2 separate regions of the Podarcis muralis genome follow, and region 1 is linked to region 2. Evidence: chromatin contacts called from public Hi-C data. All regions are on one chromosome and are shown on one strand. The core of a region is the stretch at or near the end of the contact, and the rest is flanking DNA. Distances in the headings are between cores, read along the strand shown. Region 1 holds the start of MIS18A (MIS18 kinetochore protein A). Region 2 holds the start of SCAF4 (SR-related CTD associated factor 4).

Region 1 (3,937 bases), core at 826-3,325, 140 kb before region 2:
GAAATGCCACAAAAGAAGCAAGCCCAATCCAAAGGGCTATGACAATTGAATCTGTGGAAAGAAATACAGTATTTATAACACCTTACAAATCCTTAAGGCATTTATTATAGATTTATTATAGATTACTAAGCAATATTGCGTCCACTCAAGGAAGGCTTCTTTCCCAAGGAATAGGGGCTGTAGTGCTTTAAGTGAGGACACCCTCCTGAAACTCCAAATACTAAAAAAATTAATAGCAAAACATTGCTTTCATGAGTATAGCATCTGAAGTGCATGACTTATATTCTCTGTTTTAATGTAACAGTAAGAGGGAAGCTGTCATTTACTACAGTGTTCAAAACATATTAATGTATTCCAGCAGTTAAGTCATTTGAAAACAAAAATATACATTCCATCCAATTTTAATGTATACATACTTGGAAAAGAGTTTCAATGAAGTAAGTGGACTGTCTTAGTAGTCAACCTGCACAAGACTGGTACTGAATTTGGTAGTCAACAAATTACTATGCAGTAGTCAGAAACCCCAATCTAAATAAGCAATTTACATGCAGAAAGTGTGTTTACAAAAACATTAAACTTTTCAAAGGATGTTTTCCTTTTTGTTGTTTTTGCTTTAGTTGGTCACATAATGCAATACTTACATCTGTTTGCCTTCAGCTTTCTTGCATCAACTGGAAGTAGATCTAAATAATCCATGTAATATTCAAAATCGTAAGTAAAACTGGATGAATTTGTCTTGTTAGCCATCTCAGTACAACCTCCTAGCCAGCTCTAACCCCAACCAACAATTATGATGAGTTGTACTTAAGTGTTCCTATAAAGAGATTCTGTAGTTGTGCAGTTTTTCATTTGAGCAGGCATCCTTGAGGAATGCCAAGATACCAGACCCAATCAGCAGAAATGAAGGTCAGTGTATGGCGATGGTCTCTGGTGCCAGAATGACAAATGTGAACATTCCTTGTGGGAAGTACAAGATGTCGTTAACTCTTTTATGTTTTCACTAATACAGAACTACCGGTAAGTAATAAGAAAAGACACATAGTCAAGTTGGTAAAGAAAACCATGCCAGCAGGTGACAGGCTATCATCATCATCATTTTATTCATAACCTGTTCTTCATTTAATATTTCGACCCCACAGCAGGGAAAATGGCAATATACAAAAATTAAGGACTAATTAAAAAGTCAAATAAATAAGAACCCTGTCATAAAACAAAGCTAAATGCAGGGGGGACAACCAACACATTACCAAGATAAACAAACATGACACCTGGCCCACTAAAATAAAGCAAATGGCGTTAGCAACAGCTGACACCCCATTTTTCACCTACAGCACTGCCCACTTACTCCCCGTTTCAACAGAGTGATCACTGCAGGAAATGAACAACTCCACCTTTCAATCCTCTCCAATGCACCCCCCTTTCCTACAACTGACCACGAAACGAACACGAATGTGGGAAATGGGTGGCACGTGGAGACTCCTCAAAGAAGTCTTTTCCACCACACTGGAGTCAGTTGTTTTGCAGGCGCAATGATGCCACTGCTACGTGTGATGTGCTTCCTACTGCCACCTCAAGCAGGTTTTTGAGCAAAACCTGCACAGTGTGCATATTCTTGCTGTTATCATTAGCAGCTGCATCTCTCGAGGTTGGTTGGTGGTACTGAGAATAGTGTCTGTCGAAAAGATTGTAAGAATCACGCGACCGCCCTTTAAAAAAAAAAAAAATCTTCAGAATCTGTATTTTGGAGTTTTTATTCTTTCATAACTACTTCGCTCAGAAATCACTACCATGCAACCTCGCAAAGACCCTTAGACCGCTCAAGGCGGCTGCTTCCCCCGCGTTGCTATGGTGAACTCCGCAACCTGCCCGACCGAGGCCCTTCCCTGGTGCTGAATCACCCAGCGCCACAGCGCATGCTCCCACCCGCTCTCGAGCGCCCCCGACTCCGCCCCTTCTCCTGGGAGAGGCAAAAGAGAAGGGCTCGGTTTGCGCGCTAGAGCGGCCCCGCGTTGCATGTTATTTCCGGCGCTGGCGCGGAGGGGAGGGGGCGCGGCGCGGGCGGCTTTGAAAGAGAATGGCGGCGCACCCGGGGGAAGACAGCTCTCTCCCGTTGACGGAGGCGTCCCCTGGCAGCCCGGGGCCCGGAGAGGAAGCGGGGTCCGAGGAGCTGCCCATGGTGTTCCTGTGCGCTGGCTGCAAGCGGCCCGTAGGAGACACGCTCGGCTGGGAGTTCAACGACGAGGACACCAACTGCATCTTGCTGAAGAGTGAGCGACGAGGCGCCCGCCCGCGCGGCTAATCACCTGGGAAACGCTCTGCGCCCGCCCGCACCGCGGCTTTCCCTCGCGCGTGCAAAGATTCGCGCGCTCGTCCTCCCCGCCCCCCCCCCATAAACCAGCATTCAGTGGCTCCTCTCTTGGCTTTGTTCGTGCCCTTCTTGCGTGCTTTACGTAGGTCGTAGGACCCGTCTCCCTTCTTGAGGCGGTTTTAGGCTGCGCCTTCACTTGAAATTATCTGGGCGACTTAAGAGGGAATTAAAGCAAAGGCATTGCAATAAAAGAACGTGAATATGGTGAAGCTGCAGAAGGAACAGCAAAACACTTGAAAAGAGAAAAAGAGGGAAAGATTCTGCAGTGCTAACGTTGCAATCCTATATTTGTGTGTGTGTCCAGTTATTTTCAGTGGGGTTTTCGCCTAGGTAAATGTGCTTAAACTTGCAGCCAAAGATAATTCATGGGACTCAGTTCTAGTGCTAGTGACGTGTATGCCTCTTTTTAATTTCCAAAGTGTTTTGGAATATGCATTAAACTTACTCCTTGCCACCCGGTTGACCAAAGCATGTGGGCATTATTGTGCCCCAGCCCCTTAGTTGGGATAGAGGTTTTTGCCAACCCACTTCAGTGTTTTCCCATTCTGTGTTGGCGATAAATGGCATAATTGGGCTGGGAGTACTTATGGGAGACTACTTTTCTACTGATCTTACATCTTTTGATTTTCAGATGTTACGCTCAATGTTTCAGTGGACAAAGAACAGAAACTTTCAAGCCGAGCAGGCGAATATGGCTGGTAAGCGGTGAAAATCCCAAAGTGAAACAGATGTGTCTCACAATAGAGCTTTATGCTAAAGAAGAAAGTCAAAAGAAAGGTTTGCCCTAAAAGTATCCATATGGGCTAATAGACAATATGTTTGGACTCATTTTTATTAGGAAGGGGAATAGGAAGCCACTTTAGAGCAGGGTTTTTGTTTTTTTGAAGCCATCTGCTTTAAGCCTGTTACTCATACTGAATCTTTGAGGAAGTGTGGGATGTATATCTTATTATGTTAGTTTTTAGGAGACATTCCTTGGGAAGTGTGCATACATAATAAAAATACATAGGTTAATGATCTTCAGTGCTTGCTACTGAGTTGTCGCTTCTTAAAATATTTACAATTCTTCCAAGAAAATTAATTTCCACACAGTTTTGAATCTGTTTGAACATTCAAGCTACATTGTTTGTGCTTATTGACTAAGACTAAAACTGGTTTAAGAGTTTGGTTCACATCTGCTAATCATCACTCTGAATAGTTGTTTTGTTTTTTGCGCACTTGCATGAATGGAGTACATGGGAATTTGCACCTTTTTGACCAAGTCCTTTAAAAAAGTCCTGGGAAAACCATTTTTTAAATATTGCTTGCAGTCAGATAAATGTACACAACTTGCCTCTAACACTTATTCATAAATAAAGAATGTGTTGTCTACAGGCCTTTTCATTGAATCATAATCAGTGCTTCGGAAGGACTGATTCTTAAAATGTAATGCAGTGGTTGGAGTACCCAGCAAGGACTTGAATGTGGTGGAATCAGATATTATCAAAAGCACGAAGGTCTGGGTGATCAGACCATGGCTGGGGACTCTGCTGGGTAGCACCCAAGAAGCACAAGAAGGTTCTAATAGGA
Region 2 (4,028 bases), core at 1,258-3,757:
GTGTAACCTAAGACCACCCCCCAGATACATCATACCTACATCACAGAAAAGGTGGTCTAAACAGAAATTTGAATGTTGTTTTTCTCCTGTTGTTGTTTTTCTCCTGTCTGGCAGGTAACTTGATTGGATTGCCTGGGGAACCTGGCCATTCTTTTGTAGTGATAAATACTTAGTTCCTGGGCCAGGTCACAGGCTCACACCCTATTCATATCTTAAATGTGCCTTTAAGACAGGATTTGTGAGGAAAGAGACAATGGGGAGGTTTCCCAGTTTGAGCTTGCAGAGAAAACATTTGCTCAGTTTAGCAGTCAAAATGGTTCCAGGTCGGTCTTCCTGTGCTGATCTATGTACGTGCTTTGTATGCTTATGAACATTACCATATATCTAAGACCTCAAAATTCCTATCACATTGCTGATCAGATAGTGACTCAGCTATACAGCAGCAAATATAACATTTTAAGTGCGTTTTAGGTACATTATACAAATGTGACACTAGATGGCAATGGGGAGTTTATGGGAAATTCAATATATTTTTCAAAACTTTTTTTTTAAAAAAAAACCATTTACACAGCATTTTTATATGTGTCTAGATTCCACCCCAGACACTTGTGGAGGAGACTAATGTGGATCTGCCTTTGGCAGAGAAACTGCCCTGGTTGCCTTTTAGGTAGTGCCGCCCGCCATGTGGACAGCGGTGGAGCATATGCCCACGCTGCCCAGGAAGGGCACGGAGGGTGCCCTCCCAGGCACAAGATAGCCTTGCAGACAGCGGCGGAGCAAGCCACTCACGGGGGCAGAGCAAGCTGCTCATGGCGGACATTCAGCACGCCACCTGCCCACGACTCCCAAGCGTTCCCCAAGCTGTCAAAATGAAGGGGGAAGGGGGGAATGCCGCCAGCAAAGCAGCATAGCTTCCCTCTTACCTCAACAGCTCGGGGTAGGCTTGTGAGTTGTGGGTGGGTGGCACGTCAAATGTCACCCCCTCAGTGACTGCACCCAGGGTGGTCCGCCCCCACCGCCCCTCTTCCTACGCCCTCCCATTAGATGTCAAGGAAATTAACAACTATCTGACTTTTAGAAGATATTTGAAGGGAGCACTGTTTAGGGAGGTTTTTAATGTTTGATGTTTTATTATGCTTTTAATTCTGTTGGGAGCCGCCCAGAGTGACTGGGGAAACCTAGATGGGCAGGGTATAAATAGTAATACCTATTGTTGTTGTTGTTGTTGTTGTTTTATTATGACCTCTGTCAGAAGTAGTACAGAGGTACTCTATCTCTGTTAATGTTTCTTATACTCTTAGTGGTTTTTGATACCATCTACCATGGTTTCCTCCTGGAAGGCCTATCTGAGTTGTGGGTGGGTAGAACTGCTTTGCTGTGGTTCCAATCCTGCTTGGTTGGTTGTCTTCAACGGGTGATGCTTGGGGAGTGCTATTCGGCACCATGGGGTCCCTTGTTGTGGAGTCCCTCAGGGTTGAATTCTACCCCCATGTTTAATATCTATATGAAGCCACTGAGTGGGGTCATGCAGAATTTTGAAGTGTGTTGTCAGCAGTATTCTGGTGACACACAGCTCTACCTTTCCTTTACATCTGCAGGTGTGGCAGTGGATGTGCTGGAGCATTGTCTTGCCTCAGTAACAGACTAGAAGAGCGTTCTGATTAAAGTCTCCCTACTACATTCTGCTGACAATGAATGAAAGCAAAGCATGAGAGTCTGACACTTCGCTTCTGAACTCATTGCATTTTTAAGGCAGTAAAACCTCAATGTTTAGTTCTGTGCAACTGCAGCTATACCCTCCCAAGTTTGAGTAATGAAAATGGGGGCATTTATTTATCAGAAGCCGCTGTCATCTTCCTATGTCACAGTAGGAACACTACTCCCCTCAGCTGCTGTACACATTTCTGAAGGCTCTTCTTCTCCTGCTCTGCGTTGCCTTCTTATGCTTGCAAGGATACCTGGGAAACCACGGTTGCTGCTTGCTTCGAAAACCCACCCTAGCCAATATTGACTTTTATGCTGTATGTATTGTTTTTAACACTTGATTGGAAGCCGCCCAGAGTGGCTGGGGAAACTCAGCCAGATGGGCGGGGTATAAATAATAATAATAATTAATAATAATAATAATAGTAGTAGTAGTAGTAGTAGTAATTATTATTATGGCGCAGGCGGGATGAAATGGGCAACACTGAGGCTGCATTCACGTTTCCTTTGGCACAACGTCCAGCCCCTTTTCAGTTAAAGCGCGGAGGATTCAACTCGCTGCCTTTCCCAAGACTTAAAGCGAGGTCGACGTCGGGGGGGGGGGGCGCGGAGTGCCTGGAAACAGGCGATGAAAGCGTTGGGCGCGAGGCAAAAGGGCGAGCGCTGTCACGTGGCCCTCCTCAAGCGCACGCGCGCGCGCTTGTTCGTTGTCTCCGGGGGCGGGGCGGGGGTTTGGTCCGCAGCTCTCTTTTCTTCCGATGGGTGGCGCGCAGCCCGGAGGCCTGCGCTATCCCAGGGTGCTGTTCGCGGCGTGGGCGCCGCCGTCCCGCTGAGGGGGAGACAGTCTGCGCGGCTGCCTCGCCAACGAGACGCGCTGCGGGCTGCCGCCAAACGGACATGTTAGCGCCGAGGCCCTGAAGGCGGGAGGCCGACGAGAACCACGTCCCGCCGCTTCCTCCGGGGCTCCTCCGCGCGCGGTAGCAAGAGGCCGCCGAGCCACAGCCATGGAGGCTGTGAACGCCTTCAACCAAGAGGTGGGGACAGGGCCCGGCAAGGGAGCGCGGGACGGGTAGGCCCCGGCTGTTGGTAGTGGGGGGTTGGGAGCGGCTGGCGACCGCTGATACCGCTCTGGAGCCTGGGACTGGAGGCCGGAGTTCGCAGGCCTGGTCTGAGGCGGAGCAGCCGACGGGGACGAGTTGCCAGCGCCCTTCGGTGTGCGGCGGCCTCTCCTGGGCCCGGCGTGTGGGCGGCGGCGTTGCGTCGGGTGACGCGGGGCTTCAGGGGCCGCTTTCCCCTCAGCCCCCTTCCCCGCACACGCGACTTCCCTCAAGCTCGAAGGGGGCCTAAGAACTTTCGCCTCACTTCCGAGGCCCTCTATCCCGGGCCCGGCTGCTGGGGAAACCCGGCCGGGCTGTTTAAGGTCAGCCCTGTAGGCCAAGGGAGAGGCCGGGAATGGAAGTAATGCGCGCGTGCCGGGTAGCGCTTCGCTGTAGGTGGGGAGGAAGGGGGCCTAAGTATCTTGTGCCTGTGTGTGTGTGTCTGTGGGCGAGGGCGCACTTCGAGGAGATCGCGGTGCGGGGTGGCGGCGGAGTGAAGAGGAAGTTTCTGGCCTTTTTCTTGCAGCCATTTGATGATGAAGATCCGGGACGTGCGAAGAGATTAGGCGTCTCGAGGGCATGTTATTTGCAGCCCTATTACGCGACCCATCAAAAAGTTTTGTATTTAAAGTTACCATCCCAACTGTTTCTGTGATACTGTGCGAACCCCTTGCGTTGCAGAATCTAGCGATGAATAAAAGCTATCCCACTGATTATATCTTAGATAATGTACACGGTTTTCAAATTATCGTGCATATGGCGCGAGTGTGAATAGAAAATCCGGAAGATTTCCCCCTTCTTTTCAGGACTGGTTGTGGTGGGCAGGAAAAGTGAGGGAATTGATCTCAAGGAGCAGAGAGTTCCTAGCCAACATCAGAAACTGGCTTTTTAAAGGTAACATTGGGCATATTCTCACAACAGAATGCCAGAAGAATTCCGAGCTGAAGTGTCTGGTGAATCGCATTGAAACTGAATGGCTCCTTCTAGTGTTTTAGTGTATTAACAGTTGACATTCATAAAAGTCTGTTTCAGCGGACTAACATTGCTACTTCTCTAAAAGGTTTCTGTGTACTGCTGTGGTATTCTGGAAAATGGATACAAGTGTTATTAAACTACATAAAGATTGCAGCAAATTTACAACTTAATGTGATTTCTGCTGCAGATAACCAGATAAATCAAAGTGTGCATAAATGCAGGTTTACATGGACATAAAGTAGACTTTAATGT

Evidence for each region. Hi-C and Micro-C count contacts between places; a contact is called where the count stands out from the background.
Region 1: a contact with region 2 is called in a Hi-C map of blood, with 4 times the contacts expected there. The contact joins the promoter of MIS18A here to the promoter of SCAF4 in region 2. A contact is called at or near these places in 2 of 3 Hi-C or Micro-C datasets (blood and tail).

What each region holds. Positions count from the first base shown.
Region 1 is chr4:52,831,318-52,835,254 of rPodMur119.hap1.1, reverse strand. It overlaps MIS18A (MIS18 kinetochore protein A), which reads left to right and starts at 2,075. Exons shown (of 5, transcript XM_028727022.2): 1 at 2,075-2,267; 2 at 3,000-3,066. The coding sequence starts at 2,075. It also overlaps LOC114596039.
Region 2 is chr4:52,694,377-52,698,404 of rPodMur119.hap1.1, reverse strand. It overlaps SCAF4 (SR-related CTD associated factor 4), which reads left to right and starts at 2,507. Exons shown (of 20, transcript XM_028727015.2): 1 at 2,507-2,738. The coding sequence starts at 2,709.